Regions from separate parts of the Mus musculus genome. Here all the other regions are linked to region 1. A link is a contact called in public Hi-C and HiChIP or PLAC-seq data. All regions are on one chromosome and are shown on one strand. Each heading gives the region's core, a stretch centred on a gene start, on an enhancer-like site or on the middle of the called end of the contact. The rest is flanking DNA. Distances are from core to core; before and after follow the strand shown. Region 1 has its middle 3.5 kb from the start of Gm41463. Region 2 overlaps Col8a1 (collagen, type VIII, alpha 1). Region 3 overlaps Col8a1 (collagen, type VIII, alpha 1).

The links. Hi-C and Micro-C count contacts between places; a contact is called where the count stands out from the background. HiChIP or PLAC-seq counts read pairs in DNA pulled down with a chosen protein or histone mark.
Region 2: an H3K27ac HiChIP or PLAC-seq map of a colorectal cancer cell line shows a contact between it and region 1, with 6 times the contacts expected there. The contact joins two enhancer-like sites. A contact is called at or near these places in 6 of 484 Hi-C or Micro-C datasets (adipose-derived mesenchymal stem cells, muscle stem cells, trophoblast stem cells and 1 more) and 2 of 115 datasets of contacts at active chromatin or transcription factors (a colorectal cancer cell line and embryonic fibroblasts).
Region 3: a contact with region 1 is called in a Hi-C map of adipose-derived mesenchymal stem cells, with 1.7 times the contacts expected there. The contact joins two enhancer-like sites. A contact is called at or near these places in 2 of 15 datasets of contacts at CTCF or cohesin (pro-B cells and stem cell-derived epiblast-like cells), 16 of 484 Hi-C or Micro-C datasets (the C2C12 cell line, the G1E-ER4 cell line, the HPC-7 cell line and 12 more) and 1 of 115 datasets of contacts at active chromatin or transcription factors (embryonic fibroblasts).

What each region holds. Positions count from the first base shown.
Region 1 is chr16:58,149,999-58,154,424 of GRCm38.p6, forward strand. No RefSeq gene overlaps it. Among named protein-coding and RNA genes, the nearest start is that of Gm41463, 3.5 kb to the left of the region's middle. Within about 2 kb of position 2,168, at least 3 of the 459 cell types and tissues checked have an H3K27ac peak or open chromatin away from gene starts, as enhancers often do. A contact at or near this core is called in adipose-derived mesenchymal stem cells and a colorectal cancer cell line, where this site is marked.
Region 2 is chr16:57,647,685-57,652,110 of GRCm38.p6, forward strand. The region is part of intron 2 of Col8a1 (collagen, type VIII, alpha 1); the gene reads right to left. Among named protein-coding and RNA genes, the nearest start is that of Gm51269, 39 kb to the left of the region's middle. Within about 2 kb of position 2,352, at least 39 of the 459 cell types and tissues checked have an H3K27ac peak or open chromatin away from gene starts, as enhancers often do. A contact at or near this core is called in adipose-derived mesenchymal stem cells and a colorectal cancer cell line, where this site is marked.
Region 3 is chr16:57,669,808-57,674,233 of GRCm38.p6, forward strand. All of the region lies in intron 2 of Col8a1 (collagen, type VIII, alpha 1), which reads right to left. Among named protein-coding and RNA genes, the nearest start is that of Gm51269, 61 kb to the left of the region's middle. Within about 2 kb of position 1,979, at least 47 of the 459 cell types and tissues checked have an H3K27ac peak or open chromatin away from gene starts, as enhancers often do. A contact at or near this core is called in adipose-derived mesenchymal stem cells, where this site is marked.

The DNA.
Region 1 (4,426 bases), core at 918-3,417:
GGAATCTCCATGGGATGGGCACTCTGATACCAATGAGACTAGAGGAGAGGAAATGGCACCAAAGGAACGAAGCCAGGACAGCTTCTGAAAGTCTCCAGTGTCAGGTCCAGGCTGTGTTCTCATTTTATAGTCTAAAACCACAAGGCAGATGGTGGAGCAAGCAAGATGTTACAGATGTCTACATGGCAGTCAGCAGGTTATTACAGCAATGACCTACTGTTTCAGTGATTCCTCCAGGGCATTCTGTTCCGGGTAGTGAGTGAAGTCGTCTTTGGGTGGAAGGGCAGTGCTTTCAGTAAATCACTAAATAAATCAACCAATCAATAACTAATAATTGTTTTATTCTATGTAATTCTACTCCATCCAATACACTTGTTTGGCATCTTTCTTTCTTGAGATTTGCTGCGCTTCTCGGACTTGAAAGCTTTGAATCCATCCTAAGCTTTAAGTGGTTTTTCCTCCTTCAGTGTTACTGTACACCTTTCTCTTCAGTGTTTACCAATACTTTCTCTCTTTATCTGGGGTGAATCATTTTTGATAATCTCTGTTAATCCATCCTCAAGTTTGCAGAGTCTTTTATGTTATTGACCATCTTTATGTAATGCCAAGTATTAATATCCTTATAAGTAATATATCCTTTCTTAAAATTTTCAATTCTAATGTGAGTTGGTGATTAGTTAGTTTCATGTCTTGGTTGATATTTTCTGTTGTTCACTTCTTTTTGTCTCTTTTCCTGAAAGTCTTTAATGTGGCTGGGACAGCTATTTTGAAGTCCTTGGTTGTCCTCTGTATTGTGTGGTTGTCCCCTTGTACTCTGTGGACATTGTGTTTCCCACAAACAAAATCTACCATAGTTCAAAATCATTTTCACACTCCATGTCTCAAGTTAATGACCTAGCTTTATCTTTCTCAGAGTTGTCAAAGTTTAGAAAAATATTTACAGAGTCCTTTATGATTCTGACTCACCATCTATGTAAAATCTGGCTTTGACTCATATGATCCAAAGGAGCCTCTTGCCCCTTGGTCTTCTGTTTCTTTAAGTGTGTATCTGTTTGCAACCTACACTCAGCTTTGGAGTTGTCCCTGAATGCTACCCTCCACACCAACGAAATTGTATAATTTCTTCTAAAACAGTCTGTCCTTCCTCGTTTCTTAAACTTTTGTTAAATTATTCCTAAATTATTTGTTTTCCAAACAATTTTATATGAGTAAATTTTATTCATGAATATCATATCAATCTTATTAAAATTCAACCCTGTTCATCACATTCTCACTCTAAAAATGACAGAGATTTCCCAGGATCTATAAAATGTATAAATTTACTAGCCACATTTCCAGTCACTAACTACTACATATGTAATATCTCTATTTCTATCTGTCTGTCTGTCTGTTTGGCTGGCTATCTATCTATCTATCTATCTATCTATCTATCGATATATAACACATAGAGATTATATATATACATATACATATATATATATATGATACATGTTATACATATATTTCCTGATTTCACAGATTTTTTCACTATATTGAAATTCTGTGTCAAATAAACTGAATATTAAGTTTTAGTTTATTGTCCCTTTTCAGAATTTAGGCCAGTCTGTTGCTTATGCAAAGAGGGAATATCTTCTGTCTTAATAGTTAAAGATATTTCCTCCATTTTGCTCATTTCCTGTAAGATCCCCTTAACTTTTATCTGCAATAATTTATTACCAATGTGCATTAGAATCATTTTCACTCACATTTACCTCTCCTGCTAGATTCCAACCTCTAGTAGCATTCAGATTTCCTTCATTTACACTTTCTTGTGTTTGTAAGCTCTCAATAGATGTATATTATATCTAATTAGGCTAACAAATAAGAAGCCTACATTATATTCAAGATAAGAAATCTCAGAGAAAAAAAACAGATATATTTTTGGAAGTGGTCAGACAAATGCTATCTAGCAGTTAAGATTGTTAAAGCTGAGTGAAACCTGGCAGTGCAGAATCTCTAGACTTGAATGGAATGAAGCTCCCATCCCTGTGTCTAGTTTTTACTCTTAGCTAAGGAATCTGACTCACTGGTAAACCACGCTATCACACAAACATTTAAAAGTAAGAATAAAGCACAAATACTCCTGTGATAGCATCATCCTTGCTTTGTCCTGCTGCCTAGAAGCTACAAAGAAATATATATCATGACCCTGAAAAAACTATGACACATAAACACAGAGCCTGATGTGTTTCTTAGCAGCTGGAGGGCTTTTTCAAGTAGACTTACTCATGAAAGACTGGAACACTTTAGAGATGATCCAGAAGATGATTAAAGAACTGAAAGCAAAGGCAAGCTGGGAGGGGGGAACTACACAACTTAAGAAACGAAGACCCAAAAGTCATATTGTGCACTCTTTAAATAATCAGAGGGACTTGATTTAATGATTGGTCAACAGCTGCTTCCAAATTTGGGGATGCACAGAATATTTGGCTTAAACCATATTAGTAGGGGCATAATTTTGCTTGGAATAATACCACATGAGCAATAAATACAAAATTAATTTCCTTTCTGCAAAAGATGAATCTCTTCCATATTTGTGGAGTTCATTAGGATGCCACTGGGGCAATGTCTAATGCTAAGTCTCAGGGATTCTTCTCACAGTTCTGTCCTTACAGAACCTTGAGAAATGAGGGTCACCTTTAAGGGAAATTTTACTTCCCTTGGTGGTTTTTTATTTACCCTATCTTCAAGTCGTTTTTAGATATTTTGCATCTGTGAAAAATTTTACTATCACAATGGAAAGCTTACCCTGACAGAGAGGGCTTGCCAGTGCTGTAGGTTAGATTTGCCTTTAAATCATCCAGCCCATCAAAATAGTTCTCTGTATATAATATACTATGGATAAAATATCATTATTGATATTTATACTACATTTTCTTATGACCACTTATCTTTGAACATTGGAATATAATCCAGTTTTGTAAAATTCTGAATTACACACAACAAAATATAAATATATTAAGTGGCTTTTTCTAAGATTCAGGGAACGGATTGAGTAAATAGCTTTATAAAATAAGTGTTAAAAAAAACCCACAAATTCTATTCTGTCCCATCTCTTCTAACAAAAATGACAAAGACAATCTGACTTGACACAGAACTGAAGTGAATGCTCCATTTAAAACATCATGTGCTTTTTTTTTCATGGCATTAAGAAATCTTCAGGAAAATTAATGGAACTGGAAAATATTATATTAAGTGAGGTAACTCCGGCTCAGTAAGACAAACACCACATGTTCCCTCTCACATGCAGATCTTATCCTTGGATTTTTATGTACATGCAATCAAGTGAGAAAGAACATGGAAATAGGTCATGAAACTAGGAAGGGGACCGTGGTAGAGTGAAATGACGTCTGAAGAATGAATGTTGTGATGATCCTAGAATGCATATGACATGAACGTGGGAAGAGAATACTGAGGACAGAAGGCTATAAAGACAGGGGCTGGCTGGGCGGGGTCGGGGGGAGTAGCAAAGCAATGAGGAAAAGGATTGGGCAAAGAAGGATAAAACAAAAAAGGTATTAGAAAAATGTCATAAGAACACCCATTACTGTAGTGGATAACTACAGAGAAACAATATTCTCCAAACCAAAAGGACAGGCACAATATCTGCCCAAGCTCAAGCCAGACAAAATTCCAACATGGAGGAGGGGATATCTATGAACAAAATCCCACCTCTAGCTATTGGTAATTGATCGTAATCATTTTTTAAAGGGTGTGGCAGCTGACAAGTCATCCACTCAATGGGGCAAGAGTTTTGGGTGACACACATTGGACTAGATGTGTTTAGTAGGGAAACAAGGGCTAACCGGAAAGAGTTGGGGGATGGTAACTATGACTAAAACATATTGCACAAAATTCCTAAAGAATTTTGGAAAGGAGACACACACATACAGAGAAAGAGACAGAGACAGGGACAGAGACGACAGACAGAAAGAGAGAGACAGAGAGAAAAGAAAGAGATAGAAACACTCACTGTGCCAGGGCCCACGTGTACAGAGAAAAAGTCACACACACACAAACACACAGAGAGAGACAGAGACAGAGGCAGAGAGAAAAAGACGCTCAAAAGAGGAAGAGAATGGTTAAAAATAGATTCAAATTGATAGAAATACAACATAATCCTAAATGATCTGCATTATGTAGTGCACAGTACTAGAATCACAGTGGCCGGCTCCATCGTGCACTGCAAGGAAATACCATAAGATGTCAGAAGTGTGTGAAATCTCTTCCTGGGAGGCAATTCCCTCCTCTGACTGGCAGCAGGGTTCCAGTCTTTTATGTCTTGTGAAATTTTAATTTTCCTGGATCCTTCATTTCAATAGTCTGGTAGCAAAAGAAAGGGGTACCACTTTTTCTTTAAAATGCCTGCTCTCCTGCCAGGCTAGTA
Region 2 (4,426 bases), core at 1,102-3,601, 500 kb before region 1:
ACACACACACACACACACACACACACACACACACAGTCTGGGAGATGTTGTCAGAAGGCAAAATCACCATCTTTTACTCATTTTTCTTCTCACTTGCAAAAGTATTTACATTACAAGAAGACCCAGCTTAGCTTGGGTAGAGCTTCCCTTATAGTCCTTTGAATACCAGAAAGCATGTCCAAATTCCAGAAGGAAAGGATGTCATCTTGTTCTCCACCATAATAGCAAACAGATTAAGGATGTCATGATCCCATTTCAGTCCTGCATAATCTGCCTAGGTATTCCACTTAATAATCTATCTGAATTTTACATGCCGTCTTTGGGACAGAATGCTCATTAGGGTTTAGTACCTCTCTCCTCCTTCTCCTCCTCCTCCTCCTCCTCCTCCTCCTCCTCCTCCTCCTCCAGGTTCTTAGGGTTAGAAGGTGAGTGCAATTAGGAAGTGGGGCCTTGTTGCGGTAGGTGTGTCACTGTGGGCATGCACTTAAGCCCCTCTTATTCTAGCTGCCTGGAAGTCAGTATTCTGCTAGCAGCCTTCAGATGAAGATGTAGAACTCTCAGTTCCTCCTGCACCACCATACCTGCCATGATGCTGCCATGCTCCTGCCTTGATAAAAATGGACTGAACCTCTGAACCTGTAAGCCAGCCCCAATTAAATGTTGTCTTTATAAGAAAAAAAAAAAAGATGAGTGCATTACTACACACCATTCTAGTTTCCTTTTGTCCCATTCAACAACTGTGAGAGGAACTAGAAATGACTCAACACCAACCAGGACACCACTTTTGCCTCAGTGGATATCCAGACAATGGCAAACATGCTTGAAAAAAAAATCCAGTGCCCCATCTGTTCCTTTTCTCTCTAGTTTCCTCCTCATTTATCCCCAGTCTTCCTGTCTGATTTCTTTACCCTTTACCAGCTATTTGGTTCCCACTCGGTGTTTATAATCTCATCAGATCACTTTGAACCTGTGCCAGAATAAAGACTAATGCTTTATCATGGTGGGATACAAGACTCAAACCATCTTCTCTCCTTTCTGGATCAAGGACAGACTTCTTGTAACCAAAGAGATATGCCAGTGTGGGAAGATTCAGGTAGCCCCATAAAGCAGTCATTTTTGCCTCAAGACAAAAATAATTCTCCATAGCTCTACAGAGTGCTTAAGATTCCAACTAAATTTCTAGAACCTAGGAAAGCTATCGCAGCCTCAGAATTGTGATAATTATGACTGACCTATGATTGAGATGAGAAACGAGGAATGTAGGAGTACTGAGAAATCTGGATGGGCTGTCCTGACTGGGACTATGTAAAGGGTAATGTGGAGGTTCAAGGTCACAAGTGCCTTGGAGACTAGAAGCATCAGATGGAGGGATGAAGTTGAGCCTTGCCACACAGTCCCTCTACCAGATCGTGGGGATGCTGGTCAAGATGCTGTGATTGCCGTGTGGCTGTTACATCACCACTAAGAGGTGAGTATGAATATATTCAAAAGGATTTCCTGTAGTCTGCCTTTATAGAAGTAGAGTCAACCTTCAGCAAAGCTCTTTGGAGACTGACTGTCCCCTAAGTTTGCTTCAGATGAGAAGTTTTGGCTGTTGGCAAGGCTTGGAACTCAGCCTTCTTTCCCAGCCACCCATGGCAGGGGCTGCTGCTTCCCAGACATGTGTGAATGTATAGAGTAAATGACTGACACCCTTGTCATAGCACATGGCTAGAGTTTCAAAGCATAGACACTGTATTCTAGGCAGGAAAGAAGCTGACTCGCCCCCACCCCAGCCCCCAGCCAAGCTACATGTGACAAATGGCCAGTAGAAGGCCCAAACCAAGGTTCTTCTATGCTATTTTTATCTTAGTCTCTGATCACATGGGGGGGGGCAGTGGGGGGAGAGCTAAGGCTTCTCTGATCATCAGTTTAAAGATCTCACAGCCCAAGAGGCAAGCACCCTCTCCTGGAGTCAGACTCACAAGCCTGCTGGATCATTGTGCATATTCCTAGTCTGGAATGTGCCAAGGATAGCCAGGAGATGCACACATTCACTACTGTTTCTCCCTATATAAATTTCTCCTAATAAACACAGCTTGGCCCTTCGCCTTTGTCTGCATAACAACCTTCAGATACTGTCCAGCATTCTATCTAAAGAGATTGGAGTTCTTTCTCTACAAAGGAGAAGAGAGATGTGTTCATCTGGTAATTAATCAATTGATCCATTCCTTTAATACAGTTCAATATCCAGCAAATGCCAAGCAGGTGCTGGAGACCTAACAATGAGCAGAGAGTGAGATCCCTGTCCTGGAATGACTCAAAGTGCAGGGCTGCTTGGCTGAGGCCCTGGCCACTCAGACTCCTCCCCTTGGTCAGTTCTGCTTCTATGAGTTAGTAACAGGGGTGGGGGTGGGGGAACATTGAACTCCTGGTCCTGTGTATTGGTCTGGCTGACTCACTAAGATAGTAAGTGCCAGCATTTTTACAATCTCATGTTGGCTCCCCTCCACCTCCCAGCATGTGATTGGGCTTCTTCTACCTTCTGGTCCTTGAAGTGTATCCATAGAAAACAAACTTATTTCAAGATCTGTCCGACGAGACTTGCAAGGAATGTAAATAAAGGACACTGCTGCATAGCAAACACAAGTAGCAACTGAATAACCTGAGTGTATGGCCTTACACAGGAGTACAAGGAACAGTAAGTTATTCATGAGAACTGTTAAAAAATTGGGGAGTTACTACACTTACATATTATCTGGCATACGATGATATTAAAGCAATCTTAAAATATCATAATAAATTTTACTATTACTTATTCTAACTTCTGAAGTGTCAAATGGTTCATAACTGTAATAGCTATTCTCAGATGTCAATTTGACTTCACCTGGAATTAACTAAAACCCAAGTGGCTGGGTATACTGGTAAAGGATTTTTTTTTCCTCAATGAAATTATTTGAAGTGGGAAGACCCACTATTAGTTCTGATCTTTTCAGGTGAAAAGATTCACCTTTAATCTGGGCCATTCCTTCTGGTGGCAATCTATATAAAAGACATGGAAGAAGGGAGCTTGCTCTCTTTGCCTGCTCTCTCTCTCTCTCTCTCTCTCTCTCTCTCTCTCTCTCTCTCTCTCTCTCTTGCTGGCAAGTCCATTCCTTTACTGGCATTGCAGCCAATGTCTTCAGGATACCAGAGCATACTGAAGACCAGACGAGACATCCAGCCTTGTGAACTGCAACTACTGCAGTTTTGGACCTTCTTTTGGTAGACAGCCATTGTTGGACTAACTGGACTACAGCCTGTTAGCCATTTTAATAAATTCCTTTCTATATTTATGTAGATTCTGTTCCCCCACAGAAGAGATTAATACAGTAACCCGTGGTGTAATTTTCTACTTAAAAAATTTAAAAAGTATGCACCATCTAGTCACCATCTTATCTTCAAACCTATCATTTCTCTCTCCCCCTACCGATAGTTATCAATGCAGACATTTGATTACAGAGACAAACAAGGTAAATTGCTGCCCATCTTTGAGTTCTGATTGAGTACAGATGTGGATATTTTTAGCACGTGCTAAAGGCTCTTTTGGATTGAGCAGGTGAAGTATATACTATGTGGAAAAAAAATTTCAAAGAGTTTTCCTTACTACACCATTTCTGTGGACAAGTATTTACTTTTAAATATCTGTGTCTCAGGAAACACGGCTAGGGTTCTTAATGGCTGAGCCATCTCTCCAGGATCTTTAAAAAAATTCTCAAAATAAGGATATATGTGTGTAGAAATTATGATAGAACTTAACTTTATTTTGTGTCTGATACTTGAAATATAACCAGTGCTTCCCATGGTTGCTTACTTAGTCCATTCATAATGAGCTAAAGAAGTCTTAGCTCAACACCCACTGTAGAGTTGGGGTACCTATATGACATCATCAGGGACAGGAAGGGGCCACCTGCATATCTTTTTATATACAATTCAGTTTTATTTTTATTATTGTTTGTATTATTTAACTTTTTAAAAATTTATCTACTTATTCTTTTTGTGTGAGTATGTTGTAGCTGTCTTCAGACACAAGAGAAGAGGGCAGCAGATCTTATTACAAATGGCTGTGAGCTACCATGTGGATGGTAAGAATTGAACTCAGGACCTCTGGAAGAGCAGTTAGTGCACTTAACCACTGAGCCATCTCTCCAGCCCTTAACCTTTAAAAATAGACTTAGGTAATTTTAAAGTTCACAGCAAAACTCAAGGGAAAGAGCAGAGTTCCTGCATATCCTCCCTCTCTCTAAGCCTGCACAGGCTCTGCATCATCAGCATCCTGTACCAGAGTGGAACATTTGTTAGACATGATGAACCTCCACAGGCACATCACCCAAAGTCCAGTATCACAATTGGAGCCTCCCTGGGTATTGTATATTCTTCAGTTTGTACAAGGGATAAGGACACACAT
Region 3 (4,426 bases), core at 729-3,228, 480 kb before region 1:
AGTGCTTCTAAAGTGTGTCTCCCTGCTAGCAACTTCAGTATCTTACCTGGTTACTTATTCAAAATGCAAATTCTATATAAAGCATAGCGGTAACTCATAATAAATACTAAGCCTTTATTCATTTTTCAGTACTGTGGTACAAATACAGATATGATCAGAGCATATTAAAGTTTAGCCCTCTTAGGACTGAGGATCACGGAGTCTGTGCTTTAAAAGTCTTCTCAGGCAATTCCTGAGCCTTCTCAAGTTTGAGACCCACAGAGATAACAATGTTTCAAACAGTATAAATGTTGACACTGCAAGAGTCATCAGACAATATTTGTACCCCACTTTAGTTTTACCTTTGTTGCCAAGTTAAATGACTCACTGGAAATGTAAGAAGATGGGCTGAAAATGATGGTAACCCCCAGAGTTAGATGTAGGAGGGTCAGACCCGATGCTAAGTTGAATATTCCAGCTTTTCTAACAATACACTTTACTACCTTCCTCCTCCAGACTGAGGCTATCAATTACACACTGTGTCCTAACTGAAAAATAAGTCACACGTGTATTTAGTTCTAAATGAGTTTAGCTCAATACACATTTCTATGGAATGCTATAAATCATTCCCTGAAGTGAAGATTTATATATGTGGTGGAGTGAAGGGGAATCAAATAAAACAATATACATGTGCAAAAAATTACAGAGCTTTGGAAAACAGATGAATGCCCCTAGGGATTCTGCGCAAAGGCAGAGATGTAGTCAATATGTTATTGACAGCAGTATCATGTCTATTAAGCGTAACTGACACTCACTGAATGTTAGCTGTGTTAACACAGTACTGAGCATTTTATAATTATTATCAATTGACTTAAACCTTGAACACCTTCTCGCACATCGACTCTCAGCCTTGTATTACTGATTATAATGTACATGCACTCATTGTAATATTTTCCTTGAAAGTCACTGTATCTGTTTCCATTTCTTAGAGAGATATTAGTACACTTAGAAAGGAGATTTAATATTTACTTCTCCATTCTCTGTAATGTGAAGTCAGTATAAATTTGTAGAGAAAGATGAATATATTCTTAATATATATAATCTTCCCCCCTAATTTTGATTTTTATTAAAGTAAAATACATGCTTTAGACCCGATTTTATCTTATGCAAATTAGATCTCTCCAAGCAAGTATAGATCCTTGTCACTCAGCTCAGTGGCTGTTTATAATTACTATCTGTTACTTTTATTAGATACTAGACACCAATCAACAATGTTTCTATAGTACATTCAATTAAATTAAAGTAAAATTAATTATTGGCATCTCTGTAAAACACCTTTCCTTAGGCCATTCAACCAGTAAGTAACAACCCTAGGCAAGGTAGCATTAACACTGGAACCTGGCGATGAGTCTCGGTCTTAGTATGAATGTGAGATCGGAGAAAGTTGGAATGGTGTTCCTCCTTGGAGCAAGGCTCTTAGACACTCAGAAGATTACCATTGTCTCCCCCATTTAAGATTATAATTACATTTCCTCCTTCCCTTTCCTCCCTCCAAAGACTCATTGCTCTCTTTGAAATTCATTGTCCTTTAAAAAAATCATTGCTATTGCATTAGATATATATGTATATTTACATACACACATACATACATACATACATACACGTATATTTGTAGTATATATACGTGCACACACACACATGCATGCACACGCACACACACACATGCATACACACACACACACACACACACACACACACGTATATATTCCTAAGGAACTAAGTACAACCTTCTCAGTTTGTAAAATATTACTCCTATACTTGTTTTCCGGGGTGACCATTAGGTAATCAAGCATATTTTTTCATAAAGCATAAAATTAGAAGGTTTTTGTTTTTCTTTCTTTTTTTTTTCCCAACCCAAAGACTGAGTGTCCGGTTATTCTTCATTCATTTGGAATGTTGGAAGTGGCCAGGTTCTCATGATAATAGACAAATTGTGAGGGGCAAGTGGCAGAGAGAGGGCATTGCAATTCTCTGAGTCACTAAGCAGAGGAAGTGGAGTCATGAGTGAGTAGCTGGTCTGGAATCATTGGCTTATTACACTTTTGTTTCTATTTTATAAGCACTCACTGTGAATGTGATTTTTCACAGTCAACATTTGCATCTTATCTTCACTGGACAGAAGTGCCAACTCCTAAGCTGGAAATTCAAATTGTAATGAAAATTCTGGCAGGACTCAAAGTTCTGCGCATGGATGACCCTTCCCAAGAGGTGCAGATGGGCAAGGATTAGTTAGATTTTTTTTAAAGCTATTTAACTTTTTCCCTGGGGGGGGGGATCACTTTTCTATAATGTAGGTTTTGATCTGTAGAATATTTGTACTGGGTAGAATAATTTAGAAGAAGACCCCTTCAGCTCTGAGGATCGGTGTATTTGTGAGATAACACGTAAATGAAACAGATGACTCATTTCTGAATTTTCATGGCAGCAAAATTTTAGTGTTACATCAATAAAAGGATTTATCAGACTGGCTAGGTCTCTATGAGTTCATGTAGGACTCTTCTAACAGTCCTGTGTTTCGCCTTTTAGGTTTGGCAGACCAGAGTTTTCATGATTTACTTCTACATGACCTTTCACATATCTTCCTGGCTAACACAAGGACAAATTCTGAACAGACTGCATTAGAAGTGGTTCATGGCCCACTTGTTTGATGGCAGAAGAGTTACAGCTCACACAGGGCTGTGTGTGCTTTCTGAGAATGACCAAGGCCATTTCTGCTTCATGCACACCCTACAACTTTGATCTTTAAACGTGTGATTGTGTCTCAAAGTGCCCTGCTACCTCAAGAGAATCTAGAAAACCCAAACACTGTATCTTCTTTGTCTATGGTGCTTGAATAATCTGCAGGGTGCTTTGTTCTCAACCAGAAAGGAAATATGATCAGGAAAGATGAATCTACAAAGCATTATTATTATTACTGGCACATCTGTGATTGAAAACAAAATCACATTTAATATCCACTTCCCGTACTGGGAACAGTTGTCTTTCTAGTTTGCATCAATTTTGGAATCATTTACAATAAATTTCAATCTCTCTCCCTCTCTCCCTCTCTCTCTCTCTCCCTCTCTCTCTCTCTCTCTCTCTCTCTCTCTCTCTCTCTCACACACACACACACACACACACGCACACACACACAGGCAGATGGTCAGTTTGAAAAATTTTGCATCAAAATTTAAATTAAGATGTAGAAGTATTTGAATTCTCTCACCCAGACAGAGCTGAGCTGGCTGTTGTTAACAGTTTTTGTTTGTTTTATTTTATTCTGGGTAAGCATTAAGAATGTGACAACCTGTAACACATTCTATTTGAAAATCTAAAATATGTATTTTTTTTGCACGTTATTCCTTGGTTCATTTGATCTAGAAAATATCTATTCCTTCCTCTTCCCCCCCTCCTGCCCCCAATTAGGAAACCAAACAGTTTACTCTAAATATGGTTTCTTTTTTCCTTTCTTTCTTTCTTTCTTTCTTTCTTTCTTTCTTTCTCTCTCTCTCTCTCTCTCTCTCTCTCTCTCTCTCTCTCTCTCTCTCTCTCCCTCCCTCCCTCCCTCCCTCCCTCCCTCCCTCCCTCTCTCTCTTTCTTTCTTTCTTTTTTTGTTCTTCCTTCATGCACAAAACTACAGCTCTCTGAAACAGAACTGTAAAGATTTCTATCAACCCATAAAGAAGATATTTAGAATATGACTCTTCCTTTTCTTTTTTTTTTTCGGTTTTTCGAGACAGGGTTTCTCTGTGTAGCCTTGGCTGTCCTGGAACTCACTCTGTAGACCAGGCTGGCCTCAAACTCAGAAATCCGCCTGCCTCTGCCTCCCCAGTGCTGGGATTAAAGGAGTGCGCCACCACACCCGGCCGACTCTTCCTTTTCTAACTCTTGTTTTTAAGTGTACACCATTCACAAAACAAGGAACTGGTGCACTCTTTGGGGAAAATCTTTCTGCACAATGTTCTCACAGTGTTTAGAACAGTCCCTGGCCTAAACACGGAGCTGACATCAGTATTACTGAACGAATTCCAGATACTCTAATCCTGTCTTGGTTGGTTGCATCATGATTTCAGGTAGCATGGAAGTAAGAAGCAACAGTAATTAAAAGCTTTGTTTTCTTTTTCTTTTGTTGCTAATTTTAAACTCCCTGTGAAGTTTAAATGAGATAATCTTAGTTTAACTTTTAGGGTAGGAATTGAGCCCATTCCATATAGTAAATGACAGATTTACTATCTAGCTAGCTGTTAGTGTTTGGGGTTATATTTTGCTACTACAATTTTTCCTTGAGGATTTTCAGTTAGATTTTTTTTTCTAATTCTACTTTTGAGGTTATGGTGAACAGGATAAAATTTACCAGATAATAAATTTACATATATTTTTTTTTTCTGCCAGGCTGGCCTCGAACTCA